Linked DNA regions of Cyprinus carpio: region 2 is linked to region 1. The links are chromatin contacts, called in public Hi-C maps. All regions are on one chromosome and are shown on one strand. The core of a region is the stretch at or near the end of the contact, and the rest is flanking DNA. Distances in the headings are between cores, read along the strand shown.

Region 1 (4,799 bases), core at 985-3,484:
AAAAAATTCCATAAACTCAGCACAAATGAAACAATACAATCTAGAACTAAAAAACAATAGATACTCAAACAAATTCCATCAACCCCACAAAAACTTCAAATTATACTTTTGCATGTCTACTTAATCGCACAGATGATTCAGGTCAGCACCATTGTTTTTCAACCACATTCCTGGAGCCCCACCAACACTTCACATTTTGCATGTCTACTTAATCGCACAGATGATTCAGGTCATCAGCTCATTAGACTCCAAGACCTGAAATAAGTGTGTCAGACTTAGGAGACATTTCTTCTAAAATTAGTGTTTTTTAAATCAGCTCCTATGTTTATGTTTAGTTATTTCAATTTAATGGCAAAGAAAAGAACCTATTCATTGCCATTAACCCTCTATGGTACAGAACTGCCATATGGAAACAATTAATTTCTACTTATTTCTTTGTTATTCTGAAAAAAAAAAATACAATATATTGCAATATGGTAATTAAAAGACCTGGCCTTAAGGTAGTCAATGATGTGCTGCTTTTAAGTCAATTGACATTTAAATGTTCATTCCTAAACACCTTTTCCCACTGGTCACCCTCACATGGAGGACACCTGTTGAAGTGCTCCAGAAATGGCTCTGTTAACCTTATTTCTTCGCATCTCTTCTTGCATCATCTTTGGTTAGTAAATTACATTTTGTTATTCGCAAATCAACACTGTCTAACCTTTTTTTTTTTACTGTAAATTGAGAAAATATCAGTATTAACACCCTGGCAACTCTGTACCACTACGGAAAAATAGGCATGTTGCTATGTGGCAACTCTGTATCACAGTGGATTTGAAGTAATTTATTCCCCATTGGGATTATTTATAGATCGTAAGATCAGTGATATGATTGCAGTTATTTATTTGAATTGTTTATTGTAGTATAGTTGTACTGATGTATGAATAAGAAAATTACTTATTCTTTTCAGAAAATGAATACAGCAATATTTCACGAAAAGGGCAACAGGAAGAGTGCAGAGTTCCATGTGATGACAATGAAGATGAGTTGGCCTTCAGTGACTGTAATGATGAGTGTATGTGTGTGTTGGCAGATTTAATGGAAATTAAGATTGGATGCATCAATTTCTAAAAGAAATGTGCATTTCAATTGAAAAGAAAATCATAATTTAATGGTACACTTTCAGAGTTCCATGTGATGACAATGACATAATGCATATTGCATACAATATACATACAAAATAAAATTAAAGAAAAAACACATAAAATACAAACATAAGGAGCCTGATAAAAATGCTAATTTTAGAAGAAAATTGCAAACGGTGCTTAGAGGCTTTTGGATCTGAACTATACTGAACATATATATGTATGTACAATGTATGACTTAAAAGATATTTTGGAGGGCAGTGGTTTACTGGGACAAAAAGATTAAGCTAAAACTAAAGTTTATATCACTTATAAGAATAATTTCAGATTACTCTGTTCAATTTATTTTGATTCAACACATTTGCTTACTAATAGATATTAACTAATAAAACACTATTAAAATTAATACTGGTACTACATGAACTCAAAATGAAGACTGACCTTGATTTTGTCTGATTTTATGAAGGTTTTCATAAATGTATTAAAGCGCACAAAGCTGTGAAATCTTAACATTTCCTTCTGTCATTACGGTATATGTTTTTTAAAGACATATTTCATATTTTCATTTTTAAAGACATATATTATATTATTTTACTCTTTGAAGTAATGTGTTCTTATTGATATAAATGGTCATAAATGTCCAGTAAATGTAATGTCATAATGTTATAATGTCATAATGTTGTAATGTCATAATAATGGTTAGTTAGGGTAATCAAATTTTTTTTTAAAAAAAGGGGGGGGGGGGGGGGTTAATGGTATGTAGTAGGGAGGGTAATCAAATTTAAAAAAAAAAAGGGGGGGGGGGGGTTAGTTACTTGGCATTAACTGAAATTAAACAAAGGAACTAATAAAATAATAATAATAATAATAAAAAGAATAACATAGGCTAAGCAGCTAATATCAAAAACCTTGAACTTATTTCATTACTGCTAGTTGCATTTCTCAATTTCATTTAACTTTGACAATAAAACCAATTCAAAATATTAATAAAACTATAATAGCATCTTAACTGTAACAGTAAGCTAAACACTGATAATGTGGAAATGTTGCTATATTTAACTGTAGGTAAGTTGTGACGTGCAGGCTAGTGTATGTGAGGTCTCGTGCTAATAAGCAGTGAGGGGAATAGGCTACTTGTTTACCTAAACCGCCCACTTTCCCAGCAGTTAACGCCTTATCAGAGAGCTGTGTGTTTGTGTACAGTTTACAGAGTCTCCCTGAAGCTGAATTCAGATCAGCACTTAGAGGGGTTTACAGCTCGCTACCTCATGTGCTCAATCCCGCCTTCTGTAAAGCAGCCCAGGATCTCACATAGTAAAATGGCTGAAAAGCAGAAACACGAAGGCAGGGTAAAGATAGGACACTACATCCTCGGAGACACTCTGGGAGTCGGGACATTTGGAAAAGTGAAGAGTTAAGTCTATTCATTTACTATACGGGTTTGAATGTTGCGTGGAACGGAAGCACTATCGTATGTTTTCGGGGCTGTTAGTGCTGAACTTGCCGGCGGACGTTGTGCGCAATTTACGTAGCGTAGATTGCGTAGGAAGCACCTCCGCTAACGTCCTCCAGGCGCACAGAGTGCGTATGCTGTTAGTGAATACAACGCAGAGCTGGAAATTCTTTTAGCACCACAGTAGACGCTACACTTGCAGTCTTGTTTGTGTAAATGTTTAGTATAACAACATTTGGGAAACGAACTCGTATTTTGGTAATATTTAGGGCTCGCTTACTTACGCCTTCTCAATATTTGGTATTTTACAAATTTTACTGCATTGTCATCTTCACTGAAGTGCGATCAGTCATTGAGCTGCGCTGTTAACATGTTATTTGCATAAATTTCCAGCACCTAAATTGTTTAATCTTTAAAACGTTTGTCTCAAACGTGTATTGTTCTGATTATTGTATAAGCAGCACCGGGATACATGTTGTAGTTAGTATATTTTAACTGCAGTGCCGCTTTGACCTTGCAGTCATTTTTCTATTCTAAGCGCGTGTGGGAATGCCGCTCATTTTGGGAATGACCTTTCGCACGGATAAAACCCGGTGTTTGAGCTTTTCCTGGGCATTATTAAAGTAAAACATTATTTTTATATATGCATTTTTATTAAATGCACTCATGGGATGTAACATTTCAGAGAAACGCACACAAGCTATCAAATAAATAAATAAATAAATAATCCACCATAATACTGAAACCAGTTTATTAACAGTTTGAAAACGGTTTCTTCCTTGTCTTTAAAGACTGAGGGCCCTGCAGCTATGAATATAGCCCCTTAAACTCCCTCCATACTGCATGCTTAGGGTGTCAGTGTACTTAAATATCCACAGGGAAGCAGATTTGTTTGCAAGAGATCCTCCAACTTTTAGTAGACATGTAGACTGTGGGTGCAAGTCTATCAACTGACTTCTCATTCATTATTTTATTCATGTAGTTAAGGAAGTGAATGTAGTATCTGAAATGACACCTAAAAAATCCTAACCTGAAATTATAGTCGTTATTAAGGTCTGAAATATTACTTAATATGATAGAATCAACCTGACTACATAAGGTTACACCAATCACAGTCATTTTAAAGGTCAGAATATGGAAAAATATCTCCTATAAATCTGTAGGCTATTTGTACTTTTTTTTTATTATTATTGTGCCATACCACATCATTTTATGTAAATAAGAAGTATTTCAATGATAAAAAGTAATGTGGCATAAACGAATAAATGACTATATAATAATGTTTATTAAAAATTCACACAACACATTAATGTATGTTTGTGAATAATGACATTATATATATATATATATATATAAATATATATATATATATATTTCTATTTCAAATAAAAAAATGCATGAAAAATCCTGAAAAAAATGCATATGCTTCTACAAAAACATTAAGCAGCAGAACTGTTTTAACAATGAAAATTATTAAAAATGTTTCTTGAGCACTGATATTATATTATGGATGCATATTTTATGAATAATAGAATGATTTTTGAAGGATCATGTGACCACTGATGACTGGACTTGGTTGCCGAAAATTACATTTGAAAATATAATAGATATTTTAAATTATATTAGATATAAGAAACAGTTGTTATAAATTGTAACTTTTTCCACATTACTGTTATTACTGTATTTTTTTATCAAATAAATGCAGTCTTGGTAAGCATAAAATAATTATTTTAAAAACCTTACCAATGTCAAACTTTTAAGTTATATAATATATCTTCAAATATTTATTAAATATTAAATATATTAAATGTTATTAAATATATTTAACCAGCAATTCTTTTTAACAAATAAATGCAGCTTCGTGAGCATATGGAGAGAGAGAGAGAAAAAAAACGTGCTCTGTAAGGTGTAGTTATTATAATTAAAGAAAAATATCAGTTTATGGGAGGTCTTCACAAATATGTTGACAAGTGTGTGTGTGGATCCCCACCTTTGCCATTTTGTAGAAATATCTTGGTTGTTACAATAATGTGCAGGACTGATAATATATCAAATCAAACAAATTTGGGTATTTGTTTTCATAATGTTCACTGAGCAGTATCTAATACTATATAAGCAATTGTCTTAAGGCTAGCGTACGAAAGTCCAAACTCAGAGTAGATCAGGTTTTGTTTGTTTGAATGGAGAGCTCAGACCTGAAATGAAAGTCTCCTCTC
Region 2 (5,245 bases), core at 374-2,873, 230 kb before region 1:
GCATGCATAAAGAACGCAATGTTAAGAAATAATATCTTGACATCCTCGTCAGGTGTCGCAAGCGCATGCACAACAGGTAATGCATGCTTATGCAGACGCGATAAAGGCGTGCGCGCGCCTTTCCCTCCGGTTTTTGACAGCCCCGGTGGTTCCGCCTCAAGCAGCCGTGCGAATGATCCCAAATGCATGCGTTTCATAATCATACCTCACTTTCCACGACATCGTGATACGCAGGCGGAGGATCAAACCCTCCGGTGCCCGTGCGCCCGCTGCTCTCGCCGTCTCCGCTGAGGCCGGAGCCCGGGGAAGGGCCGCTTTCCATCGGCTCGTAGCCGTATCCGAGTCCCGGGCTTTCGTTGGTGAGCAGCGCGACAGCCTCGTTGATGTCGTTTTTGGCCAAGCGCAGGGCTTTCCGGATGGCCACCGGGTCTGGGAAGCCCATGCATAACAGCGTGGTCATGTGCTGCTCCTCCTCTGTCTCCATCATGGAAGTATGTCGATGATCCGGGCTTCAGGAAGGGGGCACACAGCACAGGCATCCGGCTGTGCACGCCGCCATGTTTACAGTCGCTGGTGCTGCTGGTATCCCGTCAGAGGCAGAGCGCAGCGGGCTGAGAGCGGGCCACGCCAAGCCTGTGAAGCGGGCGACGACAATGGATCGCTAGATGGGTGTAGACGGGAATACTTTTCAAAATAAAGGCCAAATAAAAAAAAAAACCGCATTCATGCTACTACTACTACACATAAATGACACTAGAAGTAAAATGCATGTATATAAAAACTAATGATATCTAAAAAGAAAACAATACAAGTAAATTAATAATACAAAAAGTAAATACATATATGTATGTATAATACATGTATTTATATTATTTATATTGACTTATATGTATAATAATTTTCACACACATATGAACGATCCCTGATCATTCATATGTGTGTGAAAATTATTAAAATATGACTCAATATGTACTATATAATAAATAGTACACTTTTTACAATAATATAATACAAAAGTATTATATAATGTATTTTAAAGCAGTTTATTTATTGATTAGTTATTTATTAGTTTATTTTATCAGCTTATTGTGCATCACATGAATGGGTTTGAATTTAATTTAATTTAAAATGAATTATCTCGACTCTCTCTCTCTCTCTCTCTCTCTCTCTCTCTCTCTCTCTCTCTCTCTCTCTCTCTCTATATATATATATATATATATATAGCATTTAGAATCCACACAAAATGCACAAAAATACATGAAAAAAATCTTTATTATTTTGAAATCACTCGGCCGGAAGCTCGTTATTCTTTGCTTCACTCTTTTTAAATTGGCAGCCCCACCCATATCTGTATATGAAACATGTGTTTTTTTAATCTACACTTTATTAATTATAATCCTTAATGATACACCTTTAGATTTCACATCTCGTATTTAGGAACTGTATCTGACATGCTTGTCAAAAAGAGTATAAAATCTGACTACTTCATCCTTTTTAACATATTCAAGTAACGCTTAATTAAAAAAATATATATCATATCAGTTTCGTTTCACCAGATTTAAAAAACGATTCGGTTTTATTTCCCTGCATAAGAAAAAAAGACAGAAACGAGGAGTCACGTGAAACTGGTTGGTCATGTGATCATGTGATGTGAAAATGGCAGCCACGGGGGACGAGGCCGCGGCGATGGAGAGCATCAGTAAAGCACCGGTTCCCCCGACCGATCTCACCCTCACCGCCGAACCCGAGCACAAGACAGATGCGACAGAGAACCAAAAAGCCAAAAGACCCAGTAATAACAGTAAGCTGTTTTGTAAACAGATCAGTCTGTGTGCAAGTCACTGCATCTACTACGATTCTGTCAGCTTCGTGCTGCTATTGGTCCTGTTGTGTTTGTGGTTTATTTTTGAGTTAATGCAACCTGTTCTGGAGTATTGGACTTGTCCTGTTTCCAAAGAGAATGATGCGTTTTGTGAACATTTGTAACTAGACTGTCTGTGTCTCAAAACCCAGTAAGCTTTCTACCTAGTTTGCACTTTTGGGCATCAAATACATTTAGGTAGGCAGCTCACTAGTTTTCGGGACGCTAAAAGTGTCTGCTGTCTGTAACAGATGACGGAGGAGTGGAGACGGCGGAGGAGGCCACTGAACCCGCTGAACCTGATATCAATGCGCTCTGCAGAGACATGTTTGACAAAATGTCAGTTTTCTTACAGGGAGAGCTCACCGGTAATGATCATAAAAGAACAATAATTAATATAGCTCTCTCTCTTTTAATTTATATATAGACTTTGTGTGTAATTTTTGTTCTGTTTCCTCAGCGACCTGTGAGGACTACAAACTCCTGGAGAACATGAACAAACTCACCAGTCTGAAGTACATGGAGATGAAGGACATATCCATCAACATCAGCCGCAATCTACAAGATCTCAACCAGAAGTGTGAGAAACGGGGCAGCAATATAGAAAACTAGTTAACACGGTGTTCAAAGTACACTTATCTTAGTGTTTTTATTAGTGCTGTCCAACGATTAATCGTATCCAAAATAAAAGTTTTTGTGTACACAATATATGCATGTGTACTGTGTATATTTATTATGTATATATAAATACACACACACGCATGTATATATTTCAGAAAAATATGTTGTTTATATATTAAATATATTTATATATAACATAATTTATATGTATATAAATATAACTTTGATTTTGAATGCGATTAATTGCGATAAATCGTTTGACAGCACTAGTTTTAATAACATTGTGATTGGCTAGAAAGTGAGTATTAAAGCCATAAATTGATCATCTTAAATTATGTTCTCATTTTTGGCTTTAGATGCCAGTTTGCAGCCTTATCTGGATCAGATTAACCAGATCGAGGAGCAGGTTACGGCTCTGGAACAGGCTGCTTATAAACTAGACACCTATTCAAAGAAACTGGGTGAGTACAAAAACCAGCAACTCCGTGGAAAACACTGGGAGCTTTTTCTTTTTTTTATGGTTTAGTTCATATTGATTTAATAAAATATTATGAAGGACACCATTAGTTTCGTCTGAGCTGTGAATCATTTTGATTGAACCTACCCTAAACATACTGAAAACAAAAGGTGAGTTGATTGCATGACAGTAGGTTGCTGCAATGTCCCAAAGTTAGCGTCATCCTGATTCCTTTGACAAAAAACAAAAACAAAAAAGTAGGATTTTTCCATTGGAATTTGGATTATTGCCGAAAATAAGCTCTGTGACCAACAAAAGTTTATGATTCTTGCACATTTTGTTCATCATGATAATCTTCACAAATCAACCACTTTTACCAATTCAGAAGTCTTAATACAATCAACAGAAGCTCAACATAGGACCAGCTCGCAAGAGCACGACTATAAACTCAGTAAGGCTATAAAAGTGGACTAGTATGTAGATAAGTTTAACTCTTCGATTTGATTAATTAATGTTACCAATTGTTTTTTTTTTTTTTTCAAGACAACACACACACACACACACACACACAGGTGGTTATTACTGGTGTATTTTACATTGTAGAATAAAACATGAAAATATATTGAGCTTGTGTTCACCACAGACCTTATTTCAAGCATTTAACTAAACACCCAGTCAAAAAAAACATTGACTTCAGGATGATGGAACCAGAAGAAAATGCAATATTTCTGGGTTTTGCAAAAACAAAAACGTCATCCCTGCTGCACTCTTTGAAGAGCCACGTCTGCCCTGTCTGGAGGAGAGAATCATGATGCAACACAACTAGTTGTTTTCTAATCACAATCAATACAGCCGTCTGTTCTGTTGGCGCCCACTTCAGATGAACAAGACCCACAATTTCTATTTATGTTGTGCTGTGTGGCTACTTTTATTACCATTTTACTTTTGCAGTTGATCTGAAATCAGATATTTAATCATGTATGATTGAAAAGTACTGTATTTGTTGTAATGTTAAATAAATTGACCATCATTCAAAGTCAGCTTATGATATTTTGAGTTTTTTTGGCCTACTAATTTAATGAAATCATTAGTTTCTTTATATGTAGGTCTGTAGACACAGTTACAGCAATACTCAGATTATGTGTAAGAGCTCTATGAAATGTAGAGACTGGACCTCTTGAAAAACGAAGTACCCCTGAATGAATCACTGAACAGTTGATTCAATGGACATTAGATGGTGCTATAAGACCAAATAAATGCTCAGGTTTCTCTTTTGTCATAGCAGTGAGCTCATTTTGTGAGACTAGTATAATACTGTGATGTTTAACTGAACTACTCTCAGTATTTTGTATTTCTCTTGTGTAATTGTTTGTGTGTTTATTCACAGAGGCCAAGTTTAAGAAACTGGAGAAGCGGTGAAAATGACTAGGAACTCCTTCAAAGTAAAATAAGTCTCTCAGAGATTTGTGTTTGTTTTATGCACTAAACAATCTTCAGACCGATATCACATACACTGTGGCAGTGTCATAGTCTCTGAGTATGGATTGTGCAGCAAGTAACCTTAGGTACATAATATTGAGTGCTCATTTATTGATCAGACGCTACACAGGCTAGACCGCGAAGGGCAGGAGTGTAGAGTTTGACATGCTTTCTGATCAACTCCTGATTTCAAAATGCACATTTAAGATTCAAAAAGGCATGAATACAGATAAACCTGTACATTGGATTTAAAATTGCTTGTTACAGTATATGTTGTTAAAGATGATTTACACATTAATCTTCCTAATTTATTTATGTTTGCAGTTGAAAAAGCAAATTTTCAGTTGAAAAAGCAAATGTTTGGTTGAACATTTGTATTTTTAATTATTTTCAAAATCTTAACTAACCTAACTAAAATGTAATTTTGTGAACCTTTGGAATAATAATAATAATAATAATAAAAAAAGTGTGAAGTGAATATTATTACATATTTTAATATGGTGCAGTTAACAAACATACCTCACATTTAACACACCTTAAATTACTTTTTATACTGCTTCATCAGCTGCTGTTAGGTGATACAGTCATGCAAACGAACAAATGCAGCTGTTCTTATGTATTGTATAATACTTATGAGTTGGTGTGATTCAAACCTCTCTCTTCATGTCCACCAGAGGGCATATGAAGCCCACACATAGTCTGACTCCCCCTTTAACCTGAATTTGACTGTAAGCCCCAGTGATAGATCCAGAGCCATGTATGGTGAGGCGCTCATCCACAGAGATCGTGGCCAATGTATCATATGTTCAGGCTCCAATGTCAGGATA

Evidence for each region. A called contact is a pair of places that touch in the nucleus more often than the background predicts.
Region 2: a contact with region 1 is called in a Hi-C map of skeletal muscle, with 4 times the contacts expected there. The contact joins the promoter of LOC109055489 here to the promoter of LOC109113302 in region 1. A contact is called at or near these places in 7 of 8 Hi-C or Micro-C datasets (liver and skeletal muscle).

The regions. Positions count from the first base shown.
Region 1 is chrB20:9,942,708-9,947,506 of ASM1834038v1, reverse strand. It overlaps LOC109113302 (5'-AMP-activated protein kinase catalytic subunit alpha-2-like), which reads left to right and starts at 2,234. Exons shown (of 9, transcript XM_042746433.1): 1 at 2,234-2,543. The coding sequence starts at 2,399. All of the region lies in intron 1 of LOC109113303 (phospholipid phosphatase 3-like), which reads right to left.
Region 2 is chrB20:10,169,409-10,174,653 of ASM1834038v1, reverse strand. It overlaps LOC109055489 (biogenesis of lysosome-related organelles complex 1 subunit 2-like), which reads left to right and starts at 1,623. Exons shown (of 5, transcript XM_019072698.2): 1 at 1,623-1,801; 2 at 2,113-2,229; 3 at 2,322-2,441; 4 at 2,839-2,943; 5 at 4,327-4,716. The coding sequence starts at 1,657. The coding sequence ends at 4,358. LOC109086120 (ubiquitin carboxyl-terminal hydrolase 24-like) reads right to left here and starts at 683. Exons shown (of 68, transcript XM_042747039.1): 1 at 206-683. The coding sequence starts at 487.